Linked DNA regions of Mus musculus: all the other regions are linked to region 4. Evidence: chromatin contacts called from public promoter capture Hi-C data. All regions are on one chromosome and are shown on one strand. Each heading gives the region's core, a stretch centred on a gene start, on an enhancer-like site or on the middle of the called end of the contact. The rest is flanking DNA. Distances are from core to core; before and after follow the strand shown. Region 1 holds the start of Dnah9 (dynein, axonemal, heavy chain 9). Region 2 has its middle 65 kb from the start of Gm40016. Region 3 has its middle 86 kb from the start of Gm29958. Region 4 holds the start of Arhgap44 (Rho GTPase activating protein 44).

Region 1 (3,611 bases), core at 1,110-3,609, 1.0 Mb after region 4:
AGAGAGAGAGAAAGAGAAAATCTCTTAAACTGTCTATTTTATGTATATATGTATGGTCTATGTGCATGTATGCCACATGTGTGTAGGTTTCCATGGGACACAGAAGGTGTCAGATCTCCTAGAGCTGGAGTTGGAGGCTGCTGTGAACTTCCTGACTTGAGTATTGTGAACCAAACTCTGCTCCCATGGAAGTGTGGTTTCATAAGCTGGAAGTCATTTCTCCAGCTCCTAAAGTTACTGTTGATTTCTGGGCTGGATTTCCTTGATTATGTAGTCCTGAGTTGTGCTCAACCCTCTTCACAGACTAGTTTGTGTCTGTCTCTAAGCCTTTAAAAAAATCATTTTATTTTATTTTTATTTTATTTTATTTTTTAAGGCTACATATCCATGTGTGCCTATATAAGTGTATATGTACATATGACTTCAGATAGTCATAGAGTTTAGAAGAGGGCATCAAATCCCCCAGATCTGGAGCTACAGGTGGTTGTGAGCTTCCTGATATGGGTCTTTTGCAAGAACATTATGTACCCTTAACTGCCTCTCCCTTATCAGAACTCAATGTAACACTAAGATTACCGCAGCCCCTGAGACTACATGGATCTGTCTTTCCTCTGAAGCCAAGGACAATTTCCTATCATCCTTTACCAGGGACATGACCTACAGATGGACTTCTGTACAGGTGGTATTCAAACATAACACAGTAATAAGACTATTCAATTTAAAACCATTAAAGCACTTAATGCTAGCCTAGCTTCCCCAGACTCTGAATGCTTGCCCATCCATCCTATTCCTCCTCGGGATTTCCCCTTTCACAGCAACTAGGGAGCTAACATTAGATGTAGCAAGGAAGAGTCATGTCCTGGCTTTACCACTAGGGCCAAAGTTTTAGAGAAGTGTTCACCCTCACTGTCTTCAGTTTCAAATACGTTGAACGCATGATCTGATGAGTGTGTTTGGGAAGCATCTCATGGATGGGAATTTATTTTCCATTTCTGTGCCGTTTCCAGGGCACTAAGCATACAGAACGCCACACAGCTAGTATCTGCACACACTCCTTTCACAACTGGCTAGACCTAGAGAGGGCCAGCCTCTAGAAGCACATGTGCTCAACTCAACTACCAGGAAAGCTTTCTTCCTTTGGGAAGGTCTAATGGGTTCAAGATTCTCATCTAACTACCATTGCGAAAATCCTCTGAGCTCTGAAGGCCCAGAGGCTCCACCTGTATCTCTTTTCCCAGAGGTGGGACAGATTCTTCCCAATGCCTGCTGACCAAAAGATACCCAACTGCTGCCAGCCCAAGGCAGTTCCATAAATGTTTGCATGGTAAATGAAGGACATTAAAATCAAAACCAAATCGCCTCCTTCTAAACTTCTTTGCAAAGGTAGATACTATTTAAAGCAGTGCAGCTCCTTCCCATCCAGCAGACAAACTTTAACTCAAAATTCACCACTTTCTTGTCCTTGGCCCTTGCGTGATGACTTACAAAGCTGCCAGGACTCAGGCATTCTTCACACTATGACTTCCTCTTGAACCAACCCCCTGACCCAAAGCTGGTTCATATTGTGGCCTGGCTTTCACCCAGACTTGTCCCCAGCTGGCACCCAGCAGATCACCAACCAGGGTCTTGGTTTACTGGCAGCCCTGCCCTTCCACTCCCTCCCAGGCTGTGCTCCAATCTCAGCCCTTTTTCTTTCAGACTCCACCACAGACTCCTCCTGTGACCCCGCCCACGTACCAATCCCTCTGCAGCGTCGCCCCACCTCTTTGGTTTTGACCCCGCCCCTCATGCACACGCCCCTCTTCCCCCTTCCCTCCCTTAGACTTCGAGCCTCTGCTAGCAAGGGGCCATCCACCCACCCTCACCTCTGAGAGCAGCGGGGCCAGGTGCTCCAGTGGCACCGCGGGTAGGTCCCCGCAGAGCACCGTGCCGCGGAGGCTGTGATTTCCCGGAGGCTCGGACTTAGTGCGCAAGAAAAAGAGCCCCTTGGCGCGAGCTCGGCTGGGCTCTGGTCCTGCGTCTAGACCGGGTGTCACCACCAGGCCCCCGGGCCCGGACTGAACCACCAGCAGTGGCCGCGGATCCGAGGCAGCGTTGTGATCCAGGAAGGCCTGCAGCAGCCTCCCCGCCTCGGCTGTGCCTGCACAGCGCTCCCAGGTGCCCGCGGCCGGACGCAGGCTCCGAGCCACAAAAGTCCCCAGAAGCCGCAGCCTCGGGTCTCCAGGCTCCTCGTCCCCAGACTCCGCCAGCGCTGCCTGCTCCTTGGCGCCGGGCATCGCGTGTTGCCAGCTGCAGCGTCTGTTTCCCTAGCGACGGGGATGCCAGGCCCTCCTGCCTCTGCTCTCCTTATATTGGGCACTGGACTCTAGCTCCGCCCCACTAAGTTAATAAGGTAGGCAGGGGCTGAGAAGGGGCGGGGTCGCGTCGTTGTTGCTGGGAAACTGGTGGAAGCTCTCACATCCAAGCTGGTCTGGTAGACTAGACGTGCTCTGAAGACTACAGGCACAGGCTTGCGTGGGATTCTTTTGTCTAAGGCCAGATTAAAGTCTTCAGACGCCTCCATACACAAAATGAATAGTTCTCTTACTCTGTCCTAAATATATAATTTAAAAAGTTAATCCCAACGCCAAGGATAATACCATGAATGCAATACAATTTTTTTCCCAAGATAACAACTCAAACACTTTCGGAGAATGCTGTTGGATAGAACTTTTTTTTTTTCCTTCAAATTATGAGCTTCCAGCGACACTCGACCTGTTGGTGACACAGGGCTTAATTGTTTCATTTAAATTTGCAATTAAATAAGCATGCGTGTCTAGCAATCACTTCGAATGTCTCCTCTTCAGACATTTATAATAAATTATTGTAAAAAATAATCTCCAGTACCTTGCTTTGCCTGCACCTTCATTTGCCAAAAGGGCAGCTGTGCTGGACAATGGTCTTCCATGCGAGTGGCCCGAGGTCAATTCTTAAATATACTGAAGTGCTTGTAAATATGCAGCGTGCTCCCCTTCTGACCTGGAAAATTATCACTCCTCATAGGTTTGATCCTTCTCCGTGATCAGAATCAATCACTTGGGTCTTTGTATGCGTGTGTGAACGAAGGAATGGATATGTGTGTGTAAAAAGGAAATGGACACTCAGCCAGAGGCCTTCCGGTCTGCAAGAATCTCCTGTCTGCCCCCCCACCCCCACCCCCGATTGTATTACCTCCCAGGGACTGCGGGATTTCTTAGTAAAGTGAATGTTTACATCAGGCTTCAAGGACTATTAACAGAGTAGCACTTATCAAAGGCAGCTTGGCTTAACAAGAACCACCCCCCCAGCCCCGCCCAGGACAACACCAGTGCCTGGAAGCTGAAATGATTTACTGCTCGATAACTGGGACCCAGGGGTTCTGTGATGAAAATGTTTGCATTAGAAAATGGATCTTTGTGTCTATAAAGAGTGTTTTATCATTGCTGCATTAAACAACAAGTGGAGCAATTAAGAAGAAAGGGGCAAAATGAATCTGATAATTGATATTCCCAAAAAGACGTTGGGGGAAAATAGAAATGTCAGAGGATTCTTACATATCTTAATTCCTTCCTTCCTTCCCTCCTTCCTCCCTT
Region 2 (3,467 bases), core at 23-2,522, 1.6 Mb before region 4:
CAAGAAGTCACAAATGATGCCAGGCTCTTTTCCCTGGGTGCTTCTAGGCTGACATTTTCCTTTTCGGGATCCCTGACCATTGTGAGCTGTCTGACTATCAGGCACGGTGTGTTTATTCTTCTTTACTCTGAGATCAGGCTTCCAGCTGGAAAAGCTGGGGTCAATCGTACTTATTTTCCTAACCTCCCTAACCAAATGGAACCTCAGCACATGGAAACAGAAGGTGTTGCTGGTTAGAGCTGTCTCTGTCTTCTTGGCCAGCTTGCCTAGCAACTCTAGGGGCTCAGCCAGGGTTACCTTTTCATTTTTGTTTTTGTGTTTGTTTGTTTGTTTGTTTGTTTAGAAGAAAACTCACCTCATTTCTCTACGTGTCTTGAAGCTTATTTCTTAATTCAAATTTAAATCATCTTGTCTTTGAAAATACTGTGAGAAGCTGTAGAATGCCTAGAAGAATATGGACAGGAAGACCCTCTATAGGTATCTGTTTCTCTTTCAGGTCACACAGAGGTTTGTCCTCTGGATCACAGCTAGTGTTTCCGCTCTATTCTTTCTCAAAAATAGAGCTTCTTAGAGTGTGGTCCCTGGGCCAGCAATTTGTGCGTCTTCTTGAAACTTGTTGAGATGTGAAACCACTTCCACTCCCAAGTCAGGAACTGGGTATTGCTAATGTAATTCAGGCAGGGCCCTGTAGCCCATGCTTTAAGAAGATGCTGAACTTTTAGTTGGTAATGGCTAGATGCAGTCTGTCTACACTGTAGATTCCTTTCCCTGAGGAAGCATCAAAGGAGAGGGCACAGGTATTTGATCTTTACTAACAGAACACGTGACACCTGAACCTCTCTCCTGCTATCTCTGTGTGAAATGGTATCTACCACCACCTCCTCCCACACACAGTTTTCCTCTAATCCTTAGTAGGGTTGGAAGAGAGAAATTGCAACAAGCAGAACTCCCACATTCTTTGTTGAAAGGAGGCTTGTTCCTCACTTTGGGGATGGAGAGGAAGACTGTTGTCTTGGGGAAGTTGAGTGGGCAGGCTCTATCCAAAACTGTAGCAGGCAGATAGAGCTCTGAAGAACAAACCCACTTTACGTGGTCTCTTTGGTGCCTAAGTGCAGAGTGGACTGAAGGAGAGAGACCCTGGGAAACCACAAGCAATGGCAAACATTCAAAGTCCAGTCAAGACCAGCCAAGGGGAGAATTACTGTATCCCTGTCCTTGGCCCTTGTGACCGCATGCAGGTATGGCTGAAAGGCTGGCTTGAATGCTACAGTTGCGAACCTCTTAAAGATATGACTGAGGGAAAAACTCTGAGGAGCCAACAAGTGATCTCAAGGCTAAGAGTCAGGTGATTGCTGGCAGGGTGACCTGTCTGGCAATCGGATAATATGGGGCTTTCAAACCTCTGCTCCTATGCTGAGAAAGCCAACAAATGCTTTCCAAATCCAGCAACTGAAATCTAAGGGATAAACAAAAGTTAACCAGTGTGTTTCATTGGAAGTGAACTTTGATTAAATTTGATCAGTGTTGCCTCTGAATGGGTTGCAAGTTCGGTGTGATGTTTTCTTTATTCATAAGGAACTGTGACTAACTTGCTGTTCAAACTGTAACCTAACCAGAAATTATATTCTTCTAGCTAATACCTCAGCCTCAGCAGAACCTAAAGTTTGACTCAGTCAAACATCAGTAAATCAGAGACTACAAGCTGCCTATGTATGACCATATAAGGGAACTGTCAAATATAGCCTATCAGGTAGATTTGTCTAACAGTTCCCTTTCTCTGGACATCATGTAACCTGCTTATGAATCCATGTGAGAGAAAGAGCTTCAAAGATTCATCTTCTGGGCATGGCACAGGCTTTGCAGTAATCATCTCAGAGTGGCTACAGTTGCCTGCACTAGGCCTGCATAAGACTGGGCCTGTCAATAGTCAATAAGACTGAAGCTAGCTTCACAGTGTCCTGTGCTTCCCAGTGAACTGATGGGTTCCAGAGATGGGACATTGTCTGTAGTTATGTCTCCACGGATGAGTGCACCAGGCTCTAGTGGATAGGACTCCAAGGACCACATCGACCCTTACTGACTGCTGGCAGATTCAGGGCAGAGGCTGTCATCTTCCTTGCTTGTGGACCCACCAGGCTCACAAATGATCCTGGTTCAACTAAGTGAGTAACAAGACAGTATGAGGAAGAAAGAGACAGTGTTCACAGGGATTCAAGAGAGAGAGAGATAGTGAGTAGAGGGGGCCCACTATCATGTATATTCATGAAATAAATAAAAATGAATAAAAGTTATAAAAATATGGGTAGTAATTTTACAACAATATCAAGCACTGTATGTAAAGTGTAGGGAAAGATATATATTGTATATAATATGTAAAGTATATATAATGTAAAACTTATTATATATATTTTAATTATATATTTTAATCTATATATTTGTTCTTCGAGAATTAGTACAATGAGTTTTGACCACATCTCCTTCTTCTTGAAACTCCTCCCAGACACACACCTCTTCCCTAGTCACCCAGTTTTGTGTTCTCTTTTATGCTTTTATCCATCAAGTTTATTGTGATGCCCATGTATTCACAGATGTGTGGTTGTCCACCAAGCCTGGTCAACTTACCAGTGGTAGTACTCTTAAAGAGAACTGACTCTCCCTCTCCCAGTAGCTATCAATCACCTTTGCTCCGTGCTGGGCTATGAGCTGGCTTCAGCTTGCATAGGGCTTGTGTATACTGTGATAACCACTGTGAGCTCGTGTATGCAGTTGCCCTGTTGTGTCTGGAGGACCCTGTTTCCCTGCATTTGTTCCCTACCTCTGTCTCTTAGAGTTCTTTCCCCTTCTCTGCAATGATTGTTGAGCCTTGGTAGAAAGGGGTGGTGTATAGATGCTCCATTTAGGGTTGGGCCTTCTGCACCCTCTTATTCTCTGTACCTTAGCCACTTTGTGGATTTCCGTGTTAAAGACCGTCTACTTCAAATAGAAGCTTTTCTGATGAGAGAAGCACGAATCTATGTGTAACCCATAACTCACCAGGAGAAGGTTGAATATTATTTCTAGTTAACAGAATAATAGTAGTGGGCTCACCCCTGGGTCCTGTGGACTATCTCATTACAAGTTCTTAGCCTATCAGTGAATTGTTGAATTTCATCATTCAGAGTAGAACTTAAATCCAATCAGAAAGTAGTTGGTTATTTCCATATGTGTGCCAGGTATGCCAGGGGGTATATCTCGTCAGGCCAATGGTTACTGTAGCTTGCAAGGTTCACAGCTGGGTAAGACTGGGGATGCTTTCCTTATATGGTAGCATGCACAGCACTCTCCAGCCCTGTGGAAGCTAGGCAGTAGAGATGAAGCTTCTAGGTCAGTACCAGTTTGATTTCTCTATGGACTGTAGCTCAACATTATGCTGTCTTCAGCAATAGGGTCTTCCTGTCAAATTCCGGAGGGGGACCAACACCAATGGT
Region 3 (3,649 bases), core at 985-3,484, 1.5 Mb before region 4:
AAATGTTGATAAGGTTAAGCTGTACTATTGTACTCTCCAGACATACACTACCTCTCATTGTGCACCACCCACTTCTATCTGTTGTTGAAAGAGAATTGTGAACACTGCCAGCCATCCTGTCTGTCTCTGCTCATTTAAATCCCTTTAGACTTGATTGTGTAGTTTGAAATTATCTTGATAATAGTCCTTATCCTGATTTTTTTCTAATATAGTCACTTATGTTTTCTTATAATTAGTGGTGGCAAAGACTGTGTTTAAGGTCCCTGAGAAGATTGAGAAAAATAAATACAAACTTTTAAAATCAACAAAAAGGCTGGAGAGAGATTCAGTGACTAAGAACACTTGCTACTCTTTCTAAGGACCTGGGTTCAGTTCCCAGTGTCTATGTAGTAGCTCACAACCATCTTTAACTCCAGTTCTGGGGATCCAATGCCCTCTTCTGGCCTCTATGGGTACCAGATCATATACATACATACATACATACATACATACATACATACATACATACATATGTGCATGAAGAACATTTTATACATACAAAGTAAAATTAAAAAATAAAACAACAACATATGCAGACTTTCTTTTCCTACATTAGTAATTCTTCATTGGTAGTTGCCCACAAGCTATTAGTCAAAATATGCAATATGCAAAGACTGGGGTCACATTTGACCAATGTATGCCTAGCTGCATATTCTGAGCCAATGTAAATTGACATAAGCTATGCAGTCTACCAGTGAGCCAAAATAATCTATCAGTAAGACTCCAGCTTGATGTATTAAATCAATGTAATTAGCCATTGTACAACATTCAGATTAGCAGCCCAACTCTGTGCACGTGCTTTTCAAGTTCAAATGTCATTTGGCATTGTTGTGAAGAAATAGCTGCTTTGGATGAATTTCAGAATGTCCTATTTGAACTGCAAATTTATCTCCAGAAACTGAGCTACCTCCAAGAGTGAACAGAGCCCTCGACTGTGAGTTCTGTTTTAACTCTCACGCAGATACCACTGACACATACTCCAGTAATTACTTCAAACATATAACTGGGGTGAAGGTCATGCATACTAGAGAGTGGCAATTTATTCTTTCCCAGTGACAGACTGGATTATTGTAGCTCTTATCCCTTGACCTATCCACTAACCCTCAACGGAGTGTGTTCAAAGTGATATTGAAGAGGTTCAGTTGCCACCCAACTGGTAGAGAAAGGAGGGAGAGGATCCCCAGTGCGGTGACCATTGTCCTGGGCTGACCTCTCCAATAGGAGAATTCTTTATCAGTCTTGCCTCCAGTAAACAGAGACTGAAGAGTCCCATCACTTCAAGCAAAGCTCATAGGGGAAAGGGTTCATAAGGATTCTTCCTGCATCCTGGAATTACAGAAGAAGACGAAATTAAAAACATCTTCACTCACATTTAGGGAGTCCTGGGCTGAGTAGTGGGTACCAGGTAGCATACACAAGTTCTTTCAAAGCTGGGATGCAAGTCTGCTTAAAGAACAGAATGCAGACCTGATTTCAGACACAAAGGAGGCTGGCATCTGGCTTCTGACCACTCAAAACATTCTTGAGGCAAATACTGCAGTTTAGTTCCAGAGATATGTGGGCCTTGGAGCTCCTAGGTAAAGGAGAAGAGCAATGTGGCTGGGGCCATGATTTTGGAAGACAGGGCTAACCAGAAATAGAAAGAAGAATTGCAGGGTGTATTTTCAAGGACCGAGTGGGAATCATTGTTTAGTGCTACTTAACGTCTAAAACTGAAAGCTCACCTCCAGAGGGCTTAGCTGACCAAGCCGTCTTAACTCAGTCCACTTCCCCAAACGTATAAGTCGTCTTGATGCACTTCAGAATCGGACTGCTTTTGCCTGATATTAAAACAGTTCACCAACGAGCCTTCTGTCAATCAAATGTCAGCTTGACAGCCACCGCTTTTTGTTTAACTGAATGGAGCTGCTAAGCAGTCAGAAGGATTGGATCACAGAGAGGACAAAAGGCTTGAAGGCTGAAGTTGAGGTTACAATCTGCTTCCACTCTGAATTCCCTGCAGTCCGCCCTGTACATCTTAGTGAAAATGTTTGCATTCGGTCATAAACTGGGCATATCATCCACAAGCTGAGAGCCCTGGAGGGCTTTCCCATACCCTTAAAATCTGAACCCCCCGCCCCCCGCCTTCCAGCCTCCTTCTGCTGTTTGAATGTGGACTGTCTTCTCCCCAGCTGCTTCCACTTTCCCTGGAATGTTCTTTTCTGGGATATTTGAATGGCCAGTTCTTTCTCCTTTCTCGAGTCTCAGTTCAGATGTCACCTTCTCAAAGAGTAAGTTCTTGAAGTAATACTGCGCACAGTTTGCTTCTGTCCTCTTCTCTTAATTGGATCCTATCCTATCTCTATCTGGCATTATAATTTATCCACTTGTTTATCTATGTATTTATCTGTTGCCTTACTAGAATGCAAGTTTGCTAAGGCAGGACTTTTGCCGCCCTGCTTTCTTAATCTACAACAAAACCTATCACACGGTAGGAGCTCAATTAATACATATTGAATGAATAAACAAAACTATATTACGACTACACTCCCAGCTTTGCCACAGGCACGTGAACACAGTTACCTCCGCTCTGTGATTCTTGAGGGAGTTAGAATTGAATCTTATTGGCAATTACAGTAAGCTGTCATTCCCTGCTCATTACCTTGACCCCCGTCCTTTAAGAATGCCGAGCAGAGGCTTGAACCACAGACCAAATGCCAGGTAGAGAGAGCAGAATCGTTCCCAGCTATTAACACTTCGGATGTAAGTATTTGACTCAGTAAGCTCCAATCAGTACTATCATTGGTCAGTCTTAAAAACCCAAAGGAAAGAGCTGGAGGCCTATGCTGGCACTTCCTCCTTCAGCACGTGGTAAGGAGAAGGATGTCTCTAATCGACCCACTTTCCCAGTTCTGGCTCTATCTTGGGCGAGCAGCTTTCTGCCTCTGATGCTGTATTATTGTACTGTTTTCTCCATAGGGACAGAAGGTGCCAATCACACGTCCTGCCTGTTTCCCAGTTGCTGTGACAAAGATCTGTCACTGCTGGTGACTGCACTCTGGTGTCTCTCTGGGTTGTGAATGTTATTGGACCCAGTCAGTCTCTGCTCCAGAGTCCATCACTGCTGAGCACTTAGAGGAGCCAGGCGTCAACCCTAGGGGAGGAGAGACAGAACCTAGGCTTTCGTGCTTTCGTGCTTTCCTGCAGCGACAGATGTGCCTTCCCACAGACATGAACAGTTCAGCTACAGTCACCCATTAAGTAACCCAAACACATGCTTATTGTACCCACAAAGGGAAGATCCTAAGACAAACAGCATTTAATTGAAGTAATTTGATTTTTCAAAATATGCTTCAAGTATGAAAAAAATATAACATGACTGGAATTTCTTCTAATTCATTTACATTTACATTTTGAGTGAGTAAGGATACACACACACACACACACACACACACACACACAAATATGGAAGGGATGGCACCGGATAAAGGCAGAGCTCAAACCCACCAAAGACTAGCTCATCTCCAGAAGCAGCATCATAGGATAGTTCTCAGGAGTATGAGGCTTAGCTATTACTTCATCCAGAACTGGACAGAAGCCTCCTAAGGAAGGGCCTGAGGAAGGACCTCCC
Region 4 (3,257 bases), core at 702-3,201:
AAACAGCAACCTGTGGTCAGAGTGAGGGGCCCACCCCTGGGATGTCTACTGCCATCATGTATGCCAGAGCCCAGGGAGTGTGATCCAGAAGCCAAGACAGTAAAGAATGGTCAGCTTGACAACCAACAGCTACACCCCCCAGTACCAGGAAAGCACTATCTCAGCATCCAACATACCAAAGACAGTCCACGTGAGGCTATATTTGTGGCAATACCGTGCCAAAAATCTGGGCTAATCTGACTCTGCTATTCATAAATTCCCCCCTCATGTTAAAGCACATGTGTTTGGGAAGGGAAAATGAATCCAAGTCTAGTTTAGAAGCTTGGAAACGCTTAGGTTACTTGGAAACCATCTGGAGTTCCTGAAAGCATGAGAAGCCATCACATCCCCTGCCCTCAAATGCCCACTGTAACTAGGGCAGTATGCTTCCCTCATGTCCTCTATTCTCCAGGGAAGTCCCCACCCCCACCCTACCAGGTGCCAGCTCAAGCTCCATTTCCCACCCAAGAAAGGTATTTGGTTTCTCAACAAACCTGGCCGAGAGCACTCTATGTGTGGAGCCTGCACTTGAATTGCACCCAAGGCTTGGTTCTTCCCTTTCTGCTTACTTTAAACTGCACACCTAAATTCCTTTAACAACCACACAGAAATCCGGCCCTGGGCACACAGATTCCATGAAAAATCCCCCTCTATCTAACAAGCCTGTGTTTCAAGAATGTCTAGCTTTGGACGGGACCCACTAAGAATCCTTATGTAACCTTAATAGATCTTGGCACCCCACAGATCCGCTCCTGGAGACACTGGCCCAGATCTAGTCCATGTTCACCAAGATGAGAGCAGTCTGGGTCCTGCAGATTCCTGGGGCCAAGCTGTTCTGGACTGGGAGGGAGGAGAGACTGTCCCATCCCCTACCTGGCTGAGAGCCTCTGATCCTCCTCTCTCTGATCCTCCTCTCATCTTCCAAGGGAGTTGAACCTCACTTTCGCAGCCTCCCTCCCTCCCTCCACTGAAATCAGTCTTGGGACCGAGCCTACATCAGCCAGCACCTTCCCCCTTCTCGCCATCCTTTCCCCACCCCCAAACGCTGAGGAAAAAACAGCCAGGAAAGTGATCCAGCATCCCATACAGTCACAGCCCCTGAAAACAAACAGGGCTCCAGTGGGGAAGGAGGGTGTCGACCAGGCCCAACACTACCTCAGGACCCTAAGCAGCCCTGAACTGGGCGCAGGGAGGAAGAGATCTCCAGAGGCAGCCAACGACTCGGCAGCCAGCAGCTCCAGCAGAGCAAACACCTGTTTCCAGGAAGAATCGCTACCAGAGGAAAAGGGAGTCCCGAGGAAAGGCAGAGAGGGCGAGGTGAAGGGGCAGCTGGGGACGCAGGTGAGGATGCGTCACTCTCTGAGCCTAGACCGGCGAGCGAGAAGCGAGCAGGGGTCGGGAGAGGAAAGGTCTCACCAACGACCCGCGCGGACCCAGGAGGGACGCACAAGCTCCAGGCCGGGCAGCTCCATCACCTGCGCCTGGCAGATGCAGCCCCGCGGGCGTGCCGGCCCTGGGCGGCCAGCGGGTGACCTACCTGCCCACCGTCTGGTTGGCCAACTGGCGCATGCGGTTAAACTGCTTCTTCATCGTGGCCCCGCTGCCGCGCTAGCCCGGGAGCTGGGGAAGGACTGAGCTGCCCGGAGCCCACCGCAGGGTTACATGGCTCCCGCGCCCAGCCTCCCGGGCGACGGCGGCGGCACTGCGGAGCCTGGGGAGCCGCCTGGCCCGCGCCCAGCCTCCCGAGAGCACCTCCGCCTAGTCCGCCCGCCGCATCCTTCTCTGTGCCACGCCCGGGGCCGCCCAAGGCGCCCGGCGGTCAGCCCCAGCTGTAGCTAGCCCCCAGCCCCAGCCCGGCGAGCGAACCGGGGAGTCTCCGCAGGCTGGCTAGCCAGCTGGCCGGGTGGTCCCCGTGCGCCTGTGCGGAATGCGCCGTGCATGCTGGGACTTGTAGTTTGCCGCTCCCACCTTTCCTCTGTCCAAAGTTTGTAGGGACAGCTTTTGTGCAGAGGTGAGAGAAGACAGTATGACCAAGACGTTTAGGCTTTAGCCTTGTAGTAAAGGAAATACTTTCGTGCTTGAATAGTGAAACCAACGACACAACAACAAACAGAGTAAACGTCTGACTCCTATTTTCTCTCAAGCGAATGCGAGATGTTCAGTGTTGAATTCATATGAAGATATGTTAGGCAGATGTGTTCGTTAAATTGTATAAAGTCACCTTATTGGTGTTCAATCACAGTGTTAAGCTTGGGACAAAGGGGTTTCGAACTAGGCGTAGCATGCATCCCAAAATGCCATCCTTAATCTTTTTCAAACCCAGTAAGTAACCAAAAGTTTACATAAGATTGAATCAGTAACGTCTTGTCTACTAGCACAACCTGAGACAGCTTTCTTGTATGATTTAGATTCTATTACCATAGCTATGTCCATCTCCTTACCGCCACTAGACCTGAAATGGTATCAGCTGGGCAGCCCACTGGCATTTACCAGCTGGTTGAAAGAAATTGTGGCTCATTAGACTTGGAAGGTGGCAGGTGAGGGGGACAGCAAATGGCTCAATAGGTAAAGAAGCCTATTGACCTGTGTTCAGTGTCTAGAACATACACGGTAGGAGAAAATTAACTCCTGCATGTTGTCTTACGTACACACACACTAAATAAATATAAATAATGTAAAAAAAAGAAAGAAAATCACATGTGATCTCAATTAGTTGTCATCTTTATATATATCAAGTCAGAGTTGTTGGGCAGTAGAGACATTGGATCAAACAAATGTGAGTCTTCCCATTAGAATCTCACATATTTAATCAGCAATTTTAGGAAAACTGCTGGGACTCTCTCATCTCCAGCTTCCCTATCTCAAGTAGAAAGCACTGCTGTTTGGTAGATGGAAATGAAAGAGTGCTGTTTTCCAAATCTAACTACATACAGGCTATCATGTAGTCCACTGTGGCAGATACAATGGAAGATAGCATAATGGGAAAATCCAGGATCATTCCTATTATGAAAATAGTTTAAAAAAAAAAAAAAAGGAAGAGCATCCATCTATGACCCGAGATTCTCTGCAGTGTGTTGATTACAGTAGAAAGATGCCCTAAATATGGATGTAAGTGTCTTACTGGCCAGCGGAACAAATGATGGTTTGAGGCATGTTTTGGCTGAATGAACATGAAATCTTTAATTAATTGTGAGCTCAGCCTCTGCTTATTAGGTCAA

The links. Promoter capture Hi-C pulls out the DNA fragments that hold promoters and counts their contacts.
Region 1: a contact with region 4 is called in a promoter capture Hi-C map of embryonic stem cells, with 2.8 times the contacts expected there. The contact joins the promoter of Dnah9 here to the promoter of Arhgap44 in region 4. A contact is called at or near these places in 5 of 39 promoter capture datasets (the HPC-7 cell line, embryonic stem cells, hematopoietic stem and progenitor cells and 2 more), 1 of 484 Hi-C or Micro-C datasets (the HPC-7 cell line) and 2 of 9 other capture datasets (adipose tissue and liver).
Region 2: a contact with region 4 is called in a promoter capture Hi-C map of hematopoietic stem and progenitor cells, with 6 times the contacts expected there. The contact joins the enhancer-like site here to the promoter of Arhgap44 in region 4. A contact is called at or near these places in 9 of 39 promoter capture datasets (the 3T3-L1 cell line, the C10 cell line, cranial neural crest and 5 more), 1 of 115 datasets of contacts at active chromatin or transcription factors (embryonic stem cells) and 1 of 9 other capture datasets (adipose tissue).
Region 3: a promoter capture Hi-C map of cranial neural crest shows a contact between it and region 4. The contact joins the enhancer-like site here to the promoter of Arhgap44 in region 4. A contact is called at or near these places in 6 of 39 promoter capture datasets (the 3T3-L1 cell line, cranial neural crest, hippocampal neurons and 3 more) and 1 of 9 other capture datasets (adipose tissue).

What each region holds. Positions count from the first base shown.
Region 1 is chr11:66,166,192-66,169,802 of GRCm38.p6, forward strand. It overlaps Dnah9 (dynein, axonemal, heavy chain 9), which reads right to left and starts at 2,360. Exons shown (of 69, transcript NM_001099633.1): 1 at 1,866-2,360. The coding sequence starts at 2,276. Gm12296 (predicted gene 12296) reads left to right here and starts at 1,844. Exons shown (of 3, transcript NR_153847.1): 1 at 1,844-2,392.
Region 2 is chr11:63,527,424-63,530,890 of GRCm38.p6, forward strand. No RefSeq gene overlaps it. Among named protein-coding and RNA genes, the nearest start is that of Gm40016, 65 kb to the left of the region's middle. Within about 2 kb of position 1,273, at least 1 of the 459 cell types and tissues checked has an H3K27ac peak or open chromatin away from gene starts, as enhancers often do.
Region 3 is chr11:63,703,222-63,706,870 of GRCm38.p6, forward strand. No RefSeq gene overlaps it. Among named protein-coding and RNA genes, the nearest start is that of Gm29958, 86 kb to the left of the region's middle. Within about 2 kb of position 2,235, at least 6 of the 459 cell types and tissues checked have an H3K27ac peak or open chromatin away from gene starts, as enhancers often do.
Region 4 is chr11:65,161,010-65,164,266 of GRCm38.p6, forward strand. Arhgap44 (Rho GTPase activating protein 44) reads right to left here and starts at 1,952. Exons shown (of 20, transcript NM_001099288.1): 1 at 1,577-1,952. The coding sequence starts at 1,629. LOC115487730 (a long non-coding RNA gene) reads left to right here. Exons shown (of 3, transcript XR_003949568.1): 2 at 1-1,380.